Linked DNA regions of Mus musculus: region 1 is linked to region 2. A link is a contact called in public promoter capture Hi-C data. All regions are on one chromosome and are shown on one strand. The core of a region is the stretch at or near the end of the contact, and the rest is flanking DNA. Distances in the headings are between cores, read along the strand shown.

Region 1 (6,156 bases), core at 1,845-4,344, 240 kb before region 2:
GGCCGGCCTGGTCTACAGAGCAAGTTCAAAGACAGCCAGGGCTACACAGAGAAACTGTCTCAAAAATTTTTAAAAAACAAAGAAAGAAAGAAAGAAAGAAAGAAAGAAAGAAAGAAAGAAAGAAAGAAAGAAAGAAAGAAAGAAGGAAGGAAGGAAGGAAGGAAGGAAGGAAGGAAGGGAAGGAAAGAAGGAAGGAAAGAAGGAAGGAAAGAAGGAGGGAAGGAAGGAAGGAAGGAAGGAAGGAAGGAAGGAAGGAAGGAAGGAAGGAAGGAGAAAAAAAGAAAAAGGAAAAAAAAAGCTAGGCTTTAGGCCAGGTTCCTCAAACCCTGTGGTGTTATGTTTAAGTGTATGTGTATGCATGCATGTGTGTGTGTGAATTCGTGTGTGTGTGTGTGTGTGTGCGTGCATGCACACCTGTGTATATTTTGTGTTCCACATTCATGCAAGATCCTGAGGAAGTCAGAAAAGAGCATCAGATTCCCAGCAGCTAGAGTTACAGATGGTGGTGAGAAGCCTCGGAGAAAGCAAATCTGGATCCTCGGCAAATCTGCTCCTGACAACTGAGCCGCCTCTCTGCCTGTGTTTTGGTTTTGTTTCCTTGAGACAGAGTCTCACTATATAGCTCTGGCTGTCCTGGAACTAACTAGGTAGACAAGGCTGGCCTTGAACTCACAGAGATCTATTTGCCTCCCTAACTGCTGGGATTAAAGAGCATGTCACCACACCCTGCTTGCTGTGTTTGTTTGTTTTATTTTTTTTTGAGACAAGGGCTCAACTAGCCCAAGCTGAAATCGCTATCCAGCCCAGGCTGGCCCTGAACTCTGGCAGTTTTCCTGCCTCAGTCTCCCTCTCAGTGCTGGGGTTATATGTATGAGTCACTATACTCAGCCTCTCAATCACTTTTGGCCATAGCCATGTATGCTGTAAATATAAGGCAACTAAATGTGACAAATACTGTACTTAACTTAGCTAGAAGCCAGACGTTCTGGAAAAATTCCACCCTCCTCTACTCTGAGCTCCAGACTGAAGGGTCAAAGGTCAGATCAGTTGCCACAGAACTAAGTCTTTTGTTTTGTTTTTGGTTTTTTTTGAGACAGGGTTTCTCTGTGTAGCCCTGGCTGTCCTGGAACTCACGCTGTAGACCAGAGCCTTGAACTCAGAAATACACTTGCCTCTGCCTCCCAAGTGCTAGGATTAAAGGCATGCACCACCAATGCCTGGCCAGAACTAAGTCTTAACATCAGAGCCTAAGTGAGGCATGGTGGTGCATGCTTTTAGTCCCGGAACTCAAGAGGCAGAGGCAAGTAAATCGCTAAATTTGGGGCCAACCTGGTCTACAGAGCAAGTTTCAGGACATCCAGGGCTACACAGAGAAACCCTGTCTCAAAAAAACAAAAACAAATAAAAAAAAACAAGCAAAAAAAAAAAAAAAAAAAGAATGAAAGAAAGGAAAGATTAAGAGAAAAAGAATATGTGCTTTCTTTGAATTCTTAGGTTTTTGAGCTAGTCCTCAGGATAGCCCAGGCTGCTGTGCAACTCTGAAGAGAAGAAGGCTGTCCTTCAACTCCTGTCCTTCCTCCCAAGTACTGAGGTTACAGGGCTGCACACACCTTTATTTTTTTGTTTTGTTCTTGGCTTTGTTTGCTTGGTTTTGAAACAGGGTCTCACTATACAGTTCTGGCTAGCCTGAAACTCACTGTGTAGACCATCATGGCCTCAGACTCACAGGATTCGTGGGACTCTGGCTTCAGAGTGCTTGGATCAAAGGCTGGTTTTTGTTGTTGTCGTTTCCCTTTCTTGCAGTACTGAGCTGAGCTCAGGGCCTTGTGTGTGTATGTGTGTACATATGTATATATGTGAATATGCATATGTGTATATATGTATATACACATATATGCCAGTCAGGCTTTCTACGACTGAGCTACATTTCCACATCTCCAGCCCAGTTTTTACTTTTTACTTTTTACTTTTTTTTTTTTTTTTTTTTTGAGACAGGATTTCATTATCTCTCCCTAACTGGTCTGTAGACCAGGCCAGTCTCAAACTCTTAAGAGATCCTCCTGTTGCTGAGATAAAAGTATTATGCCCAGCTCATGAGACCCCTGCTTCCCCAAGAGACCACCAGGGCCCCCAATTCTGATGCAAATACTTGTGAGAGTCTTTATTCAAGCTCGAGCTTGGGCTACAAACCTTCCTGATGGAACAGGAAGGAGAGTGACCCCAGCTCTAGGTGAAGGGGTTTATAAAGGAAAAAAACCTGCAAGCAGGGGTTTCTTAGCCCTGGCATTACATGAAAGGGTAAAGGAATGTTGGCCTCTCAATGCTGGGGGGCATATCGCTTCAAGGACAGCAGGCAGTAGCTTTTTCCAAGTACAGCAGCTTATAGTAGAGTTTATTCTGCTACCTCAGTCCCTTCAAGAGGTGTGCACACCACTCTTGGCCTGTTTTGTTTTTTGCTTAGAGCTAGTGTTCAAATTGTCTAGGCTGGCTTTGAACCTGCCTCCCTTCCAAGTAGCAGCTGAGATTATAGGAGTTTGTAGTTACAGCTCCCTTGGCTGTTTTCTTTCTTGTTGAATAAAAGGCCACCTCACACAGTTTCTTGCACTTAGCACAGCACAGACCCTTACTGGGCACAAAATCGGGTTGGTGAAATTTAGGAGTAAGGACAGGTCCTATGCTCAGGCAAGGTACCTTCTCTTACATCTCTGTATCATAAACAGCACCAAGGCATCTGCCCTTCACATGACCCCGGCTCCTAAAAGATACTTTGTCAGCTGTCGCCAGGGAGAGAGACTGGATTTTCTCTCCGTTTATTGGTCAGCTTTGCACCTTGGCGAAGTCCTTGTTACTACCCGAGAACGAGAGGCCATTGGCCAGAACACCTCACAATGCCTTGGTAGCGCTCAGAATTCTCGTGATTGGCTGGCGACTATTCTCCAAGAGCCTATGGCCTGGAACTGAGTTCTGCTGCCTGGCTCCAGGAGTCTTTGAGTTTCTTCTGGCGCGGCTTCTCATTGGCTGTCGGTGGTACAAAGCCTTGGAGAGTGTGCACCTGATCCCGCTGGAGGGCGACAGGACCTAGAGCAAGGTCCAGAAGCTCAACGACGACGACTACGGCGGCGGCGGCGGTGGTGGTGGTGGTGGTGGTGGTGGTGGCGGGCAGCAGAGTCGAAGAAGGCCTCTTGACCAGAAGAGGACTCAGTCTTCTTTGAAGATCTGTTCTGTGTCTCTGCCCGGGTTTTTCTTGGAGCTCCGCATCTCTGCCTGGACAGAATCCTGATGGTATGGTGCGCGTTGTGCAGACCTTTTTAGGAATGGCCAAAGGAGGGATGCTTAGCTCCTGTGTCTTTGGTTACCTCCTAATTCAGTTGTATAGTCAGTCGTTTTACTAATTGGGCTTTTTGCATCCATATCTACCACACCCCCGTCCAAATTCCTACTCTTCAATGGTGCTGGAAATCTCGTATTCTCAAGAATTCGGATTGAGATCCAAACGGGATTGGTGCAGGGAAGGTGAACCCAGGAGCAAAGATGTTCTACTATCCTAACGTGCTTCAGCGCCACACAGGCTGCTTCGCCACCATCTGGTGAGCACAGGGCTGATGGCTATGCCAGGAGCCAGGTAGTGGGATCTCCCCTTGACAAGCCGTTCCTGCCCCCACCCCTCCAGGCTGGCAGCAACCCGAGGCAGCCGTTTGGTGAAGCGTGAATACCTAAATGTGAATGTGGTAAAGACCTGGTAAGATCCAGAAAAGAGGGAGGAATCGCTGGTGTGGGGCTTCTGGTTTTTGGGTGTTGCATTGATCAGGGCTTCTTGTTCTCCCAGCGAGGAAATCCTCAATTATGTGCTGGTAAGAGTGCAACCTCCGGTGGCCGGGCTGCCCCGCCCCCGCTTCTCCCTCTATCTCTCCGCCCAGCTTCAGATTGGTGTGATAAGGGTCTACTTTCAACAGTGCCAGTACCTTGTGGGTAAGGCTAGAGACTCCAGAGGTGGGCTAGAGCTGAAGGAGCCATGACTAGGTTGTTTATTTTACCGTTTTCACCCACAGAAGACATCCAGCATATCCTGGAGCACCTACATCGTGCCCAGCTGCGGATTCGCATTGATATGGAGGAGGCTGACCTGTGAGGCCCTGGGACTGAAACCATCCATACCAAGCTGCTTGGCCTCGTGCATTGTGTGTGTGTGTGTGTGTGTGTGTGTGTGTGTGTGTGTGTGTGTGTGAGAGAGAGAGAGAGAGAGAGAGAGAGAGAGAGAGAGAGAGAGAGAGGAGAGAGAGAGAGAGAGAGAGAGAGTAGGGGTAGAGGATCGGGAAGGGGGTAGGGAGAGAGGGCACTGTATGCATGTGGAGGTCAGAGAACAGCCAATAAAGTGGGCTCTCTTCCTTATGCTAGTTCAAATTCAGGGATGAAATTAGGGACTGTGGGGTTTGGTGGCATCACCTTTACCAGCCGAGCCATCCCACTCACCCTCAGTCTCTCTCCTTTACATCCCTGTTCTCGCCCAGACCTAGCTTGCTTCTTCCCAACTGCCTGGCCATGATGGAGACGCTGGAAGATGCCCCAGAACCCTTTTTTGGGAAGATGTCTGTGGATCCTAGACTTCCCAGTCCTTTTGATATTCCTCAGGTAGGGTTCACTCCCTTAGGACCCCTCAGAAATCACGAGATAACAGCGTAGGAGGAGGAGTTAGTTGGTGTTCCTGTCACTCTGGAGCTGAGATTTAGGAATGGGACATTGCCATGGAACAAGGGGGTTGCTGGGTGCAAGCAAGCAGAGCCCCAGATCCTGCTTACGAAAGGGCCAACCTGATAGGATGGTGTCCTCGCCAGAGGTGTTCTCCCTGCCACCTCCCACCGTTCCCACCACCGAGACCCTACTCTCAGGCTTCACCTGGTTATGTTGGCTTTTCTTCCCTGTCTTCTTCCATCTCCCACAACTTAGATTACATTACTCCAGCCACCATTTCCCATCTAAGCAGCGGGTCCTGAATGCAGACAGTAACAGCATCCAGGGATCCCTCGGTACCTGGATTTAGGGGTTCTCATCCCTACTCTGTCCTCTTCTCTAGACACCTTAGTTCCCAAACCCCAGCCCATTGCACATGTCCCATAGGTGCCACAATTACTTGTGACAGTGAGCATCCCAACAGTGTAAGAGTGGCCAGTCATTCTCTGCTAGTCAGGTTCTACTTGTCCTTCCAGACTTAGCTCAGATGCCACCCTTTCCATGAAATCATCCCACTTGAAGCCAAAAGTAAATGATGCCTGGAATCTGAATGCTTTGCTAAGGCTGCTTTTTCATAGATCTATTAGAATTGTACACAAATTTGTCTCCACCACCAGCTACCCATGACAACACAAATTGACCAGGCTAATTTGGGGGGTGAGCTTAGGGCCGGGACAGGAGGGACACTAGGTGGTGGTGGCCTCTGACATACTGTTGTCAAATGGCACAAACATCTGTTAGGGCTGGAGGGGTAGTCTACTGGTAGAGTATTTGCTTACCATGTACAAGGCCCTAGATTTGATTCCCCAAACACACTCACACATACAGACATACTACACACATACACACTCACACTGGATGTGGTAATGTAAGCTAAAATAAGAATTCAAGAGTCTCAAGGAGGGCTGGAGAGATGGCTCAGTGGTTAAGAATACTGGTGGCTCTTCCAGAGGTCCTGAGTTCAATTCCCAGCAATCACATGGTGACTTACATGCAGATAGAACACTCGTGTATATATAAAATCAATAGATAAATCTTTTTTAAAAAGTCTCAGGGAGGAGAGCTGTCAAGCAGGAAAGGACTGGAACTATGGCTCAGTGGTTGTGTGTCCTGCTCTTGCATAGGACAGGACTTCACCACCAGCCTTCAGCCACCTATAACTCCAGCTCTGGGGATCCAACATCTATTGCCCTCTTCTGACCTCCAAGGGTGCATACAAACATACATAAAGTATTTTAAAACAATTTTTAGGCCAACCTGGGCTACACAATAAGACCTGTCTCAAAAACAAATAAATAGAAGAAGAAAGCTAAAATTCCAAGATAAAAAATAGAGATACTGCCAGATAGGTGTCCAGTGTGCACCTAGTGTGTGAAGAGAGGATACAGAGGACTAAAGATGAGACCTATCTTTTCTTCCCAATTTCTT
Region 2 (5,923 bases), core at 2,797-5,296:
TTCCCATGGCTGAAGGTGGGCAATGCTCTGTCCAGCTGAATGTGTCCCCACCCACACACAGGTCAGTTCCCACCCTGTGGCCTGGGGAATCTTAATTAGCCTCTCCCTTCCGGAGAGTTCCAAAGTTCCTGAGCTGATCTGATCTTTTCGCTGATTTGTCAAGTGGTCATGTGCAAAGTGATGAAGAGAAGTTTTGGATATTCTGACAGAAAAGATCAAAATTGCCCCGAGGAACTAGACACCCCTAATCAGCAGGAAGTAGTCTAAGGATATCAATGCCCACTCTCTCCTCTAACCTTCGTTCTCTCCTACCTAGTGTTGGGGAGTTGGAAGGCTGGAATGGGGTGGAGAAGGGTGGTTAAAAAAGAATCTACAAAGTAGTAAAAGTCTGGTTACAGTTGTAAGCCACCATGTGGGTGCTAGGTAGGAACTGAACTGGGTCCTCTGCCAAGAACAACATGTGTTCTTAACCACTGAGCCATCTCTCCAGCTGTTTGTCTTTAATTTAGCATAAAATAGTTGAACACACACACAAACACACACACACATTAGCTTAAAAAGTACCACCAACACCTTAGAACCCAGAAAAACTTGTACCTTGAACTCCTGGTTTTCCTGCCTCTACCTCCCAAGTGGTGGGTTACCGACTGACAGGAGTCACTGCCTGGCAAGACCCCTCTGTAAACCATCTTCAGCCACCTCTTCTGAGAACACCATGTTTCCCACCTACGTACTGAGCACTGTGGGAAACCACCCTATGTAGTGATCTAGAAGCTGGTCCCTTGACTCTTGCCTCCTTCGGTCTGTTTAGACTCTGACATCTCTGTACATCTCCAGAAAGCCACTTCTACTCTAATGTGAGCCACCCGTAAATGAAAGCTGCTTAGAGAATACAGTGAAGTCCAGGAGATGCTGGCCTCTTAGACATTGTCACAGAAAGGTCCCAGGCAGGGCTATCTGGTTCACAAAGCTCCCCACCCCATCCCCGGGGACTCAGATGGGTGTGGACCTGGGATAGGTATTTGAATGACAGAACTGCCTCTCCCTCCGAAGCGTTGGAATGATAAGAACCTATCATCCATCAAGCTCCCTGGGCAGGGCCCTTAATCCGCATGATCTTTTGACTTGGAGGCCTCTCATTCCTCCTGCAAGTGACTCCTGGTGGGGCTTCTGCTTAGACACTTATCCGATGTTTACTTCTTCTGTAGCCAGGACCCTTCTACTCAAGGTAGATTTGTGCCAGATTAAAAAAGAACCTACAAAGTAGTAAAAGTCTGGTTACAGTTGTAAGCCACCATGTGGGTGCTAGGAACTGAACCTGGATCCTCTGCCAAGAGCCTGTGCCAGGTTTAAAGCAAGCACCTTTCAACCTAATGTTGTAAGTAAAGAACTAATGAATGTAGGCCAGGCAAGGTGGCAGATACCTTTAATCCCAGTATTCACTTGAGAGACAGAGGCAGAGAATCTCTGAATTTGAGGTCAGCCTAGTTTACAGAGCGAGTTCCAGGACAGCCAGGGTTACACAGAGAAACCCTGTCTCAAAACCTCCACTCCCGTTCTCCCCCTCAAAGTCGACGAATGTAGTTGAGCTGGAACTGGGAGGATACACGGATCAAAGTTTGTTAAGAGAAGATGGGTATGTTGGTGCATGCAAGTAATCACAGTCTCCGGGAGACAGAGACAAGAGGATTGCTTCTACTTCAAGGCCAGTTCGAATGATGTAGTGAATTCTAGGGCAGTCTGAGTCATATAGGACCCATTCCAACAAGCAAATAGATACCCAAGTCAAAGCTGTACCCAAGAGCCTGGCTTCTAGCAGATAAATACCTGTTGAAATTGTTGAATAAACTTGACTCAGTGAATACATTAGCAGAGGGGACACCTGAGCTCTGACCAAGGGATTTACTGACTTGTTTGAGGGTTCGTAGGCTCATTCCTGACAAAGGGTGATAGCCAGCTTTTTGGCCAAATCCACTTTCTCCACGTGGTTGGGTTAGCAGGTGGTAAGGGCTGAGTCCAGGAGGAGAGAATTTCTAGGGTAGAGAATCTCTAGGACACATTGGCTTGAGCTGAGATGGGGAGGAAGACAAGATCTGGGAAAGGAGACTGACTACCAGTTAGCAAGTGTCGCAGTACACTGTACACAGCTACGCTGGTATGTAATTCATTGCCTGAATTATGTAAGTTTACCTGTGAGAGCTGATGTCCATCCTGGGCCTTGGACTATTACCCCCATGTCTGTGAGCTAAAGCAACCAAGCACAAAAGTTTAAATAAGTTGCTTTAAAAGGATCTGTTTATGAAGTGTCTTATGCATGGCTTCTTTCTGCCCTCTGCATGGCCTCTTTGAACATAGGATTAAACCTGGGGCTTCTCCCTGACATCTTTAGCCCTGGCAGAAAGAATTTAGCATCACTAACAGAAGGGGTGGGGAGAGGCTGTGTGGCTCCCTTGCTCCTGGAAGGGAAACTGAGGCACACCCTTCCATCCTCTTCTGAGTCAGGGCCTCTGGGCTCAGCCTTCTGCAAACCCGGAGTTTCTGATGTGCCCTGCCAAGCCTGCCTTTTGATAGTACAATTAAAGGCAGGGAAAGTGGAGAGAAGTGGGGTCACTCAGACAGCCTCTGACTTCAAAGCCTTCTGGAGGGGCAGGGTTGAAGAACTCGTTACCCAGAACCCCACAGACCCACCTTTTATTTCTCTGAATTCCATTCCAGGGATGAGACCTTGTAAAGGTGGGGCTTGACCATCCAGTCTAGTCTGGCAGTAACCTGAATCTTTTCCCCCTGGGCCCCTTCTGCACAGCGTGCACCTCCCCACTGGCCTGCATACATACACACATCGGTGGCTCTGTAACACCGATGTCCTAGGAAAGGACTCAGTTTAAAAAAAAAAATAGCTGTCCTTTGTTCCCGTGGGTCAGGTCATACTTGTGTCTGTCAGACTGTGACTCTTGGTTTGTTTGGAAAGTAAGGTTCTCTCGAGGCCCCAGCTGCAGACTGTGCCTTCCCAGTGCCAGGCTACTTCAGGCTACAAGACCACATAAAGTGTTCTTTGTACTGAGCATGTCTCCAAGGCAGCTCGGGTTTTGAGAGTGTCCCCAGCCCAGGGCTAGTCTTGGACCACTGATGCCAACCATATGGCTGTGGATAAGGATGATTGGAGACCCTACCTCCCACTGGCTCCTCACACTCTAACTCACACTTGCTAAAAAAAGGGGTTCTCCTAAACAACCCGAGCCTGAAAACTCTGGCAGCTAACCCCCTGCCCCTCCAGCCCTGGGGGGCTTCCGCAGGGCCTGGGCCTAGAGCCAGTTCCAGGCGGTCCCCAGACTAGAGTGGGGGTGGGGGTCAGAGCTGTAACCCTTTACGTCCTGCTTGGTCTCCAGCCCATAGTTTCTACAGGCCCTAGCCTCTGTGGTCTCTCCACCCCATTTTCCCTTAACCCTTTCCTGCCACAAAGAGATGGGTGTAGTAAAGGGTTTTCAAGGGAAGTCCAGACGACCAAGGATCATGTGTGTGTGTGTGTGTGATGTGTTTGTGTGTGTGCGTGTGGTGTGTATGTGGTGTGTGTGCGCGTGTGGTGTGTATGTGGTGTGTGTGTGTGTAGAACACTGCTTGGAATCTAAAACCAGGGTCTCAGAGATCAACTCTTCAATCCTTCCTTTTCCTTCCTTCGAGGAAGGAACTTTGACCCCTGAACACAAAACTTGGGTGGAAGGCAGTTGCTTCCAAGACCCTGTTTGGCCCTCTCCCTCCCGCCCAGCCTCCTCTCCTTCCCTCCCTCAGTCTCCAGCGCCCCTTTAAGCCATCCAGCAGCTCAGGCGAGTTTATCCAGGGGGCCTGGCTTCGAGGTCGAAGGGGAGGAGGGGGTGGTGGTTGAGGGGGAGGAAGGGCGGCGGGAATCCGCTCGGTCCCACCCCTAGCTACAACCCTTAGCAGGAAGGGTTTGTCTCCCGTGCTGCGGCGGAAAGGGACGGAGCTGGGAGGGCGGGCGCGGAGCGCTGGCGGGTGGGTCGCAGAACCCACAGCAGGGAGGCGGTGGCGGGGGGCGCGCCTCAAGGAGGGGAGGCGTGGCTTAGGCTGCAGGGCTAGGTGGCTGGGGGCCTCGGTGCTGGGACCCGTGACACTTCTCACGCTTTCCAGGGGCCGGAGGGACAGCCATGCTTTTGTCGGGGGGTAAACCCCCAGCGCAGGAATGGTTCATGGTGCAGACAAAATCGAAGCCCCGGGTACACCGGCAGCGGCTGCAAGTCCAGCGCATCTTCAGGGTCAAGGTGACCGCTTTCCAGAGCCGTCCTGACACCCCTTACTTTTGGCTGCAGCTGGAGGGGCCCCGGGAAAATACGGGCAAAGCCAAGGTAAACAGCTTCGTTTTGTTCTTTCCTTTCCCTCCTAGTCAGATCCTCTCCCTCTCTCCTGAACAGTCAAGAGTCCCCAGAGGTGTTGAGCTTGTCCTGCTGTTTGGCTTGCAGGGTCTGGGCCTCCCTCCCTCCAGATCTGCGGGGCCCCTGCTCTGTCCCTCTGCTTCCTTCTTTCCCTTCTGCCCCACCCCTCTCTTACATGTCACTTCTGTCCTTTAAGTGTGCTGAGAGAACCTCTGCTGAGAGTCTCTTTCTACCAGCCTTCTCTGGTCAGAAACAGGCCCAGATTTTCCATCTTGGGATCAGTTTAAGGGCCTGCATTTTTGTGGCCTCTGCAACATATGTCTTTGTTCTCACCAAGACACTGGAAGGCCTCCGTTCTTTCTGTCTGCTTAAATCCTGGGCGGTTTCTCTGAGTACTGGGACCAGAGGAGGGCCCTAGAGACACTTGTAGAGTGGCGTTGGCAGTTTATAGACGAAGCAGTAGGACTCAGAGAGAGAGAGAGAGAGAGAGAGAGAGAGAGAGGGTGAGGGTCTGCCTCAGTCATCAGAGTCAGGAAGGAGTAGGTTGGTGGAGGTTGTAGAACCTAGGACCCTGCCGGCAGAGTAGGATGCATCTGTTCTGGAAGGCAGTGCCTTGGGATGCCAGGGAATCATGGACGTTGAGATGAAAGGGCCTGCTGTATGGAGCTGGATATTGGAGAGGCCAGGTTGCAGCTTGTCCCTTTTACGCTCATCTTGGCTTCTCTGCCTGGGCTCCTCCCTCTGGTTCAGTCACACCCAAGGGCCCCCTACTCCCTCAGATTCCCTTATCTTCTCCAGTAGGAATGCTCTGGACTCCCTTCTCTCGGATACAAGCTAGTCTTTAACCCTTTGGCTGAAGCTCTACCCACATCTCAGTTGGTCAGGGCCTAGGTAGGGGAGGCCCGGAACACAGCCAGCAGAAGGAAGGGGAGGCTGGGAAATTTCTCCCTAAACACGCCCATTAAGCTGCTGCATCAGCACTTTTCCAGTTCTGACAGAGGTGCTGGGGGAGGGGAGAGGTGTCTGCCCAGAGAACAGATGTGCAGGGCCCCTTAGTTTCAGAGGCTGGTGTAGGATAAGCTAAGAAGAGGCTTTTGGGTTCTTTATGTTCTTAATTTTTTTCCGTTACTGTTAAAGTACCACAGCTCAGCCTTCATGGAGAACTAATCAGCTGACCAGGGCCTCCCTAAAGATGGAGACTGAACCCAGGGCCTGTGCATACCACAGAGGCCCTCTGCCACTGAGCCACTTACTCCCCCTGGGCCCCTGAAGAGCACTGCTTGAGATGCTCCACTTTGTGTTTCTTGTTTAAACTTCAAGTCAGCTTCAAGCTTGTCAGCATCACAGCCTCTTTGGGCTATAGTTTTTTACCCCTGAGTTTCTCACTCCAAGCCCTGCTAAGTGGATCCAGGGGCTCTGTCAGTTTCCTCTTGTGTCCCTCTTTGCCCCAGAGAGAGGCATTGTTGAAGGTGGGAACAGCTTGCAGGGATTCTGGGTAACTTCCTTTCTTGGTGGGGACAGAAGGAAGAAAAGGAGGG

What was found. Promoter capture Hi-C pulls out the DNA fragments that hold promoters and counts their contacts.
Region 1: a promoter capture Hi-C map of second pharyngeal arch cranial neural crest shows a contact between it and region 2. The contact joins the promoter of Rec8 here to the promoter of Nynrin in region 2. A contact is called at or near these places in 13 of 39 promoter capture datasets (the 3T3-L1 cell line, the C10 cell line, the HPC-7 cell line and 8 more), 3 of 484 Hi-C or Micro-C datasets (embryonic stem cells and palatal mesenchyme), 1 of 115 datasets of contacts at active chromatin or transcription factors (embryonic stem cells) and 2 of 9 other capture datasets (adipose tissue and liver).

What each region holds. Positions count from the first base shown.
Region 1 is chr14:55,615,072-55,621,227 of GRCm38.p6, forward strand. Rec8 (REC8 meiotic recombination protein) reads left to right here and starts at 3,095. Exons shown (of 20, transcript NM_020002.3): 1 at 3,095-3,282; 2 at 3,475-3,587; 3 at 3,671-3,739; 4 at 3,827-3,969; 5 at 4,050-4,125; 6 at 4,509-4,629. The coding sequence starts at 3,532.
Region 2 is chr14:55,850,069-55,855,991 of GRCm38.p6, forward strand. Nynrin (NYN domain and retroviral integrase containing) reads left to right here and starts at 4,047. Exons shown (of 8, transcript NM_001040072.1): 1 at 4,047-4,358. The coding sequence starts at 4,161.